2 separate regions of the Astyanax mexicanus genome follow, and region 2 is linked to region 1. Evidence: chromatin contacts called from public Hi-C data. All regions are on one chromosome and are shown on one strand. The core of a region is the stretch at or near the end of the contact, and the rest is flanking DNA. Distances in the headings are between cores, read along the strand shown. Region 1 overlaps LOC125799042 (protein diaphanous homolog 1). Region 2 overlaps LOC111188173 (protocadherin gamma-C5-like).

The links. A called contact is a pair of places that touch in the nucleus more often than the background predicts.
Region 2: a contact with region 1 is called in a Hi-C map of muscle, with 4 times the contacts expected there. The contact joins two enhancer-like sites. A contact is called at or near these places in 2 of 3 Hi-C or Micro-C datasets (both in muscle).

Annotation. Positions count from the first base shown.
Region 1 is chr2:66,418,464-66,422,601 of AstMex3_surface, forward strand. The region is part of intron 9 of LOC125799042 (protein diaphanous homolog 1); the gene reads left to right. Among protein-coding and RNA genes, the nearest start is that of LOC125799042, 25 kb to the left of the region's middle. Within about 2 kb of position 2,173, the one cell type or tissue checked has an H3K27ac peak away from gene starts, as active enhancers do.
Region 2 is chr2:66,501,293-66,505,430 of AstMex3_surface, forward strand. All of the region lies in intron 2 of LOC111188173 (protocadherin gamma-C5-like), which reads right to left. Among protein-coding and RNA genes, the nearest start is that of LOC125799043, 32 kb to the left of the region's middle. Within about 2 kb of position 1,914, the one cell type or tissue checked has an H3K27ac peak away from gene starts, as active enhancers do.

The DNA.
Region 1 (4,138 bases), core at 923-3,422:
TATGATAAAAAAAAAAAATCTTGTCACATGATTATTTGATTCCATATTCTCTCTTTCTCACACACACCTCCACACACACTCATGCACAAGCACACACACACTTGTGGCTGGCTCTATAGATGTTAGATGAATAGAAGCAGACTGCAGGCATGTGGCCAGGAGTCAGCAGATGGCCTTTCACCTCTCACCCCTGACTCAGTGTAATGAGTGAGCAACCAGTCAAAAGAGAGGCTCAGATCCCCCAGCAGCTGCCGAGTTAGTGACAGTAACACACACACACACACACACACACACACACACACACACACACACACATAATGCTTAAATGGACTTCCAGAGTACTCCACACACATTCACAATCTATCATTCACTCACTTTCTCACTTTCTTTCTAAATTAGTTCAGTATTAGTTTTAAAACATTCATCCAACAGTTCCAGAGTATAGTGAAAGATGAAGTTAACCACACATCAGAGAAGCTACCCCACCATAAAATAAAATGAAAAATCAGTGGTCAGGGATACATGAGTCTGTCCACTCTTAGGTCGACTTTACACTAGACTTAGTACATCATACAGCGAGCATTACACTCCAATATCAGCTAGTGTAGCCTTTTACACCAGCAGTGTAAGTTACCAGTGCTTTGTAGACAGATAATAAACATACACATTTTTCCTGCTAAATGTACGTTAGCATTTATTTCTGTACAAAATGTAGTACAAAATACATTTTATCTAAATATACAGTGTATTTCAATAAATAGAGCTGGGTCAAAATTCGATACCAAAAAGACAGAAATGTCTTGGTACTGCTGAGAACCGTATGGTTAAAAAAAAAAATTTGGTGCCTGTATTATTACTGTGCATGAAACACACATAGACATAGCAAACGTGGAGAGCACGAACAGCAAGTTAAAACCAACTGCGACACCGCACACAAGCAGAGAGCTTGTGCAGAAACGCCGTGAGCAAGTTCACAGTAATCATTCAAATTGTGGCCACAGTGTGCTTAAATCTCAGATGCTTGCACTGTCTCTTATAATATTATAATACAGAATAAAGCTCTAGTCTGCCTGACCTAAACTACACTACACTATTATTACTGCTTCCATTCCCAAAAATACAGGGATTTAGCAGCATTAAAAAAAGAATCATGATTTTTTTTTTTTTTTTTTTTTTTTTTTTTTTTTTTTTTTTTTACACAAACATGCTCATTTTTCAACAAGATCCAAAATATGGAGTCTCCCATGGTGACAGTATTAGAATGAGATTACATATGTCCGAATTTTTTGCTTACAATTTAGAACAAGGTATCAAAAAAAAAGTACTGTTTGGATATCGGTTCCAAATTCAAAGTAATTTTATCAGTACTGAAAGTACAGAACATTTTAAAACAATAGCCAGCCCTACCAAAAAACTGACCAATAAACGTGACATATGTTGGAGCAGAAATGTATTTATATTCCACGGCTGTAAGCTGTTTTCCACCTAATATAGTAAACCAGCAGGCTAAAATAATTAGCAGCAGGCTAAAAAAAAAAACATGAAGATAGTAATAATATCTGATTAGAAAAGCCAATTCTGCCACTTCTGCCCTTAAATTGGCTTTACCATTAACCTGGACAGGAGAATAAATTTAATTAAAGTAATAGTAGTAATATAAGGTTGTGTCTTGGCTTTTTATGGGTATTCTAAATGTGCAAGTAAGCAAATTAGTAAATCAGTGATTCTAAAATCGCTTTAAAATGACAAAGATTTTGTTTCTTTTTATCACTGTTTTAGTTTGTTAAAAGAAAACTCTTGTATTTTGGTGATTGGAACACGACTCCCTGACTCCTTGAGATTCATCACAGTTGCTTCTAGTCAGAGTAGCTTTCACTTTATAGGGAAAATAGAAATTGTTATATAAAATATAAGGCTAAATGTCCAGATCATGGGTATGGAGATATATATGGTAAGTGTGGTGGTGGTGTATGGGTATGCACATGTGTGTGCTTGACTGCACTTATTCTCGCCTTTAATTTATACACACATCTGCTGGGTCACGACCTGCCAAACAAAGCCCCCGACACACTCCTACCACCAGCGACCAGACACACACAATACATCACAATAGAGCCTGACACACAGCCCTGCTTTAAAACACCAACACTGCTGCTTCATCACCAGCCTACGTCACAAAAGAGTGAAGAAAGCAGCCAAGCCTGCCACTCGAAGAGAGAAAAAACACACAAAACCTCTCATAAAACACAGGCGTGCATCTGCAGTGCTGCCAGGACCTCTTTACGCTTTACCCAGTACTAAAGAGAGATGAGCAGCCTACCCTCCATCTAAAGTAACCTACCCTACATCTACTGCTGAGGGCGCAGTAAGCACACTTTGCTCCTCAGCAACACGCATACATGGATACACACAATATAATGAAGCGTGTGATATATCCTGCTTCCTCTTGGGGGTGCTGGTTACCTCAAATCTTACCATATGCATGTATTTATTATGTAGTTACACTACATATTATTTAAAAGAAACATAATTTAATTATTTATCATATAGGTAGCAGTGAGATTAATATTATCCTTTCTGTTAAGAATAAACTCTCACTTAATGATTAAGCTCAGATCAGATTTTAGTCAGATTTCATCAGTGGTGACAAATTTATATGTAGGTCGCTCCTACATTATCATCACAATCCATTAATACAACTTTAAACACTTAAAATAACTAATAAAGCAGCTATTAGAACTCTTAGCATATATTCAAATAGTTATGGATTCTAAAAACATGAGAATGGGTTATTTGGAGCTTATCTACTCACAGACCAAAACAGACTAGGTAAAAACCTGTTCATCAACCTGTTTGTAATGCACTAAAATGAAAATTTTTGTCTAAAAGTAAACAAAATGAAAAATTTGGCATAATACTGAACTGATTTTTATTTGTTTTTCAATATTTAATAAATTAAATAACCTAAATGTATTTGAAAAAAATTACAGAACTACCATTCAAATATTTATTAAACACTAAAACTTCTTAATAAAACCATCAAAACCATCAAAGCACAATACAGTTCAGCAGTTCAAGTTTAATCATGAATTTACTTAAGCAGTGCTGTTTTAATAACAAGTTTACTTAAGTGATTCTCTTCCGGTCATAAAGTACCTCTGAACTGTTATCCTGATCATAAATGTACAGTGTGGGTTTGCTGCTGTCAGTTAAAAAAAAATCCTTCGTTTATTCGTGAGACTTAAAATAAACATCATTGTTTTTGTGTGTGTGAAGGTCTTCAGATTTCTCTGTAAAGTGGGTCGTTTACGTAAGTTGTAATTAGTTGAGAGTGTGTCAGTAGGGTAGCGTGTGCTTGGATTGCACTCTCCCAGAGGCAGGAGGTAGAAGACTGAGAGAGGGCGGAGATAAAGCGGGGTGAGAGAGAGAGACGAGAGGAAGGAAATGAGATTGCTAATTAAAAATCACAGATGGTCTTATCTCCCGTTTTCACAGATACAGGACGCTGCTGTGGATGTGATTCATTGCCGTGGAGAGAGGCTATGTTTGGGATATGCTATCTTGGAGAGTCCCGTAGAGGAAAGCAGAGAACTTTAACAGAGTCTGGAGTTCAGAAAGGTCACACTTAGGAGCCAACGAGCTTCTTTAATAGAGCTGCAGAGCACAGTGAACTTTGACCAGGCTGTTGAGAATGTGCTTCACTCACTTTTTCACTAGAGAAAGTGGTGTTGCTTTTTTATGATGAAGATAAACTTATAGTGGTGTTATATGAAACTTGTCGACCTAACTTCTGTCTGATTACACTCCTTACAGTGAATCATGGAGTCTATCAGTGTTCTTTATTTATAAGTGATATCCACAATATACTCAGACACCTATCTTATAAATTACAATAAAAATGATGTATATATGATTGATTATGATAAAATATTGTCATATTCCCCGCAACTTACAGAAACAGTAAGAAACCCTGCAGGCAGTCGTTAAAACAGCTTTCCACTGCCTTCATTTATCTATACTTTTTGTCCATATTATCATGTCAATCATGTATAGTTTCTGATTGCAATAACAGTCACAATAAGGCAGTTCAATTCTGATCTTATGCCCAAAGTTAGGAGTTTGTGTCCGGAATTATGTT
Region 2 (4,138 bases), core at 664-3,163, 83 kb after region 1:
TTAGCATTACTGACTAAACAATTTCTTCAACAGGACATCCATGCTACAGGAGCTAGTTTCATTTATAAACGTGGAAACCGGATACAAACAGCACACACACGCATTACCAAAACCCAACACCACAGCGGAAGAAGTGTGGAAAACAGCTGCCTCTACATGAGCAAACACACACACGAATGCACCAACACATCCTTCTGTGGACCTCACAAAGACTAGGCTTCACCCTCTTCTCTACATCAGAGAGGAAGTTCCTATTACGGAATATTGTTTTCCTATGATAGTGTTTTCCATCTCTTTGTCAGGCTCAAACTCCAGGGTGTCTAGCCAGTCTTTTGTGTATGAAACACAGACAGCAGAAACAAAAGGACATCTTAATGTTTCTGTAATAATCACAGCTTGTTACAGATCCATGCCTCATTGTTCTGACAGCTCGTAAACCAGCTGCCGGAAGCAAATGTCCAGCTGCATAAAACACCATGTTATTATGTAATACGTCACTCACCTATTTTTTAAGTTCAGCTACACTAATAAATCATTTTAATCATAAAATGTATCATTATGTGTGAAAATGCAAAATTTGTATTGGTATCAGCAGAAAACTGTTTTAACATTTGACATTAGCATGCTTATATATTTGACTAATATTTTAAACCTAAATCAATTTTTTCTTACTTTATAACTCTTAGTGTATAAATCATTATCTCTTGTGGCTGTCACAAAAACATTTCAATATCCATTTCTCCAAAATGACAAGTTAACAGTAGAAAAGAAAACATGTCTTAACTTTCAATGGTAATCAGTGTAAATGTTTTGATTGCAAGTAATTTTGGAGCATGTCTAATAGTTAATTTACTATAAAAACTGTATTTAATGTGTATAAAGTATAGAGGCAGTTTCCCAGACAGGGATTAAGCCTAGTCTTGGACTACTCACAATTTTGAATTTAGATTTTTATTGAAAGAAAAAAATAGTCTAGGAATATGCTTAATCCCTGTCCACTGGAAACTTCCCATAAAGAAACAACTATTAAAACAGATTAAAATTAAATTGGTTAAAATAGTGATAAAACTATATGTTTTTTTTCTTCAGAGCTACACTGTATTCTATGTCTCTATAAAGCTAATTCACTGTATCTCTATTTACCATCATCTGACTTGTTATTATCATTGCTGTGCCTGGTATTTCCTCTGCTAATATTGACTATAATTTGTGCTCAGTCTTAATTTAAATGCCATTTTGATGTTTTAAATACAAAAATGATTATATACAGTAGTGTAATGTTTTTACCCATAATAGTGATTTTCTATGTTATACAGAAACATTTTGAAACAGCTCCTCTAAGAACAATATACAGAAATATACAAGTTTTCTCTATACATGAAGAACAATCTATGCATGTTGTCATAGCCTTAACAAAAATAGCATTAAAGCTAAAAAAACACCCTCAAACCATTACCTTCACTACAATACCCCTATAGAACATCTATAGAACTCATTTGAAGGGCAGTACTGTAACTCACTGAGGCAAATAAATGATGGACATAACGTTTTATCATTCGACAATTGAGCACTGCAAACAGGAACTCCATCTTAGTCCTCTCTGCCTGGAGGGTGTTCATTAATCTGATTACTGTGATACGGCTCTCCAGCAGAACTTTCTTCTCCACCAGCATAATTTAGGCCACTGCAGGGGGTCTTAGAGAGGTGAGGAACACACCAGAGATCAGAAACACTCCACTGATGTGGGTTAATCCACCCTATACACACAAGCACTTTTTAAACACTGACACTAAGCACAAGCCACAGAAACACACACTTTCACACACACACACACACACACACACACACACACACACACACACACTCAGCAGCTCTGGAGGGAGAAAATGGCTGCCATGGTGAGCAGAAGAATAGTCAGGAAAACACACATGCAGAGGATGAGGGAACAGAGGAAATGACTGCCAGCAGCACAGCACTCTAAAAGACAACCGGCTGTATACGGTAGTTGATGGGTAACAAGATGGAGGATGGAAAACTTTGCCTCTGTTAACGTGATAAAGACACAAAGAGAGATATTAAACAATAAAGCATTTATATAACAAACGACTCAATTTTTTTGGAAACTGCAGTAGTTTATACCAGAGTTTCTAGACCTGTGTACTGAGGACCCCCAGTGTGTCATGACACACTCACTAGGGGTCCCCAGGCCTACCTCAGGTGAGGCAGTAGTTTAAAGTTGTCTGGTAAGGTAATTTAACTCATAAAACAAACGACTAAAAATATTGACAATACTGTACTTAAAAATCAAGAGATCAACCATGTTTAAACTATGAAAAATATATTAATTGTAAATAAAAAAAAGAAAAACAAAAACATTACAGAAGTAATTTGAGGCGAATTAAATGTCATCAGTTTAAGACAACACTGCTGCTGTTGCATAATAAGGACAATTAGCTAACCAGCTATAGAGCAGTTTCTTAAACAAAGAAAAAAGTATATGAAAAATGAAGAAAATAATGTTATGGTTAATATTAAATATAAAATTATCACGTTTTTAGTCAGAACCTGAGAAAAAAAAACGCAAAACAAACTCTGGGATTAAATTCACTTGTGTAGTTTTCCCAAAGATTCTGCCCTCACCAATGTTTTCATATTGGGGGTTGTACAATTCACAATAACTCTAGAATACATCATTACAAAAACAAAGATGTAAGCAATGCTGTGGTTTAAAACACATCATGTATCTGAAGAAAGAACTAATTTAAGAAAAACGATTAGCATGGAGCCCATTTACTCTTACTAAGAAATTGTGAAGTCACAGTAAAACAGACATTTCTATTTTTCAATCAAATTCTTCACACTCACACAGCTAATAGAAATGGATGGAAACTATAATGACACAAAGAGACCAAAGCAGACAAAGCAGGCAAGGGAAGGCCCCTCCACCTTTTTTCTCTCCATAATAGAAGAGATAAAAGGAATCCATGGATAATGACAGTAAGCACAAGCGAGGCAAACTTAGGGAATATAATCCAAAGCCCTCTTTGGCTCTAGAGCCATTATACGTGTTAAAGCAGAAGGCCTAAAACTCTGTCTATACTCTCCTGTGCTGAACGTCAGAGCCATTAATGGCCTGTCCTTCTGTTATTGTTGTAGCTCACATGCCCTCCAGTAAACCACACACACACACCAATACACACTGTGCACGTGTCATGCCAGAGGAGCCAGATGGTCTCCTCACAGCCCAAAGGCCAAAATGACTCCCAGAGGACTGAATGATGGGACACAAGGGAGCAGAGAGGAGATTGGAAGAAGGAACAGGACAACAAATACTCATTCTCAGGCTCATCCTCTCTTTCCTCCCTCTAAAAACATGATATAAACACCAGAGATTACTCAGAACTCTGCTTCAACAAACAGCAGATATAAATAACCTTGGTGTGAACCCCAAAGAATTTCCACCTTACACATCACATTCCAAACTCAACACAGTAAACCCAAAACTTTAGGGAGTGTGACAGTCATCTTCACTCCAGTAAGTCAGTTTTTCAGTAATGAGGTCTAAGTAAGCACAAGCACATTCCTTCAATTCTCACTCAAGTACAAGACTGAAGATTAAGTTTTACTAACTCTAAACACATTCACCACAGTTCTACAGAGAGGATTTCAGCTAAGCTGTCTGAAGGAAACTCATTTCCTTCCTGGGTCTAGAGAATACTATGGGAAGTCAGGATCCCAGCTACCATGTTTTAGCAGATTTACAAGGGGATTGACCAGAGATGACACACTCACACATTACCGGAGGTCACATGACTCATAAGGTATGGGATCAATCACTGGCGTCCAGCACAACAGGAAACCCAGGGTCACAGGATGACCTCTGGGATCCTGTTATTCAGCCAGTCATTTCTTCCCTTCCACACCCCCATCCACTCTGTCCTTCCCTCTGTCCTCATTTATCCATCCCCCATCTTTCCTTATCAGCAGAAAAGCCAGGTCCTCTTCCTTTCTCTGCCATCTGCCATCTGCTAACTATTTCTTCCTTAAACCTTTTTTTTTTTATCTCTGAAACCTCCATTCTTATGATTTCTCTCAATTCCCTTAATTTATTTAACAGCTAGTTCTTGAAGTTCCTTAT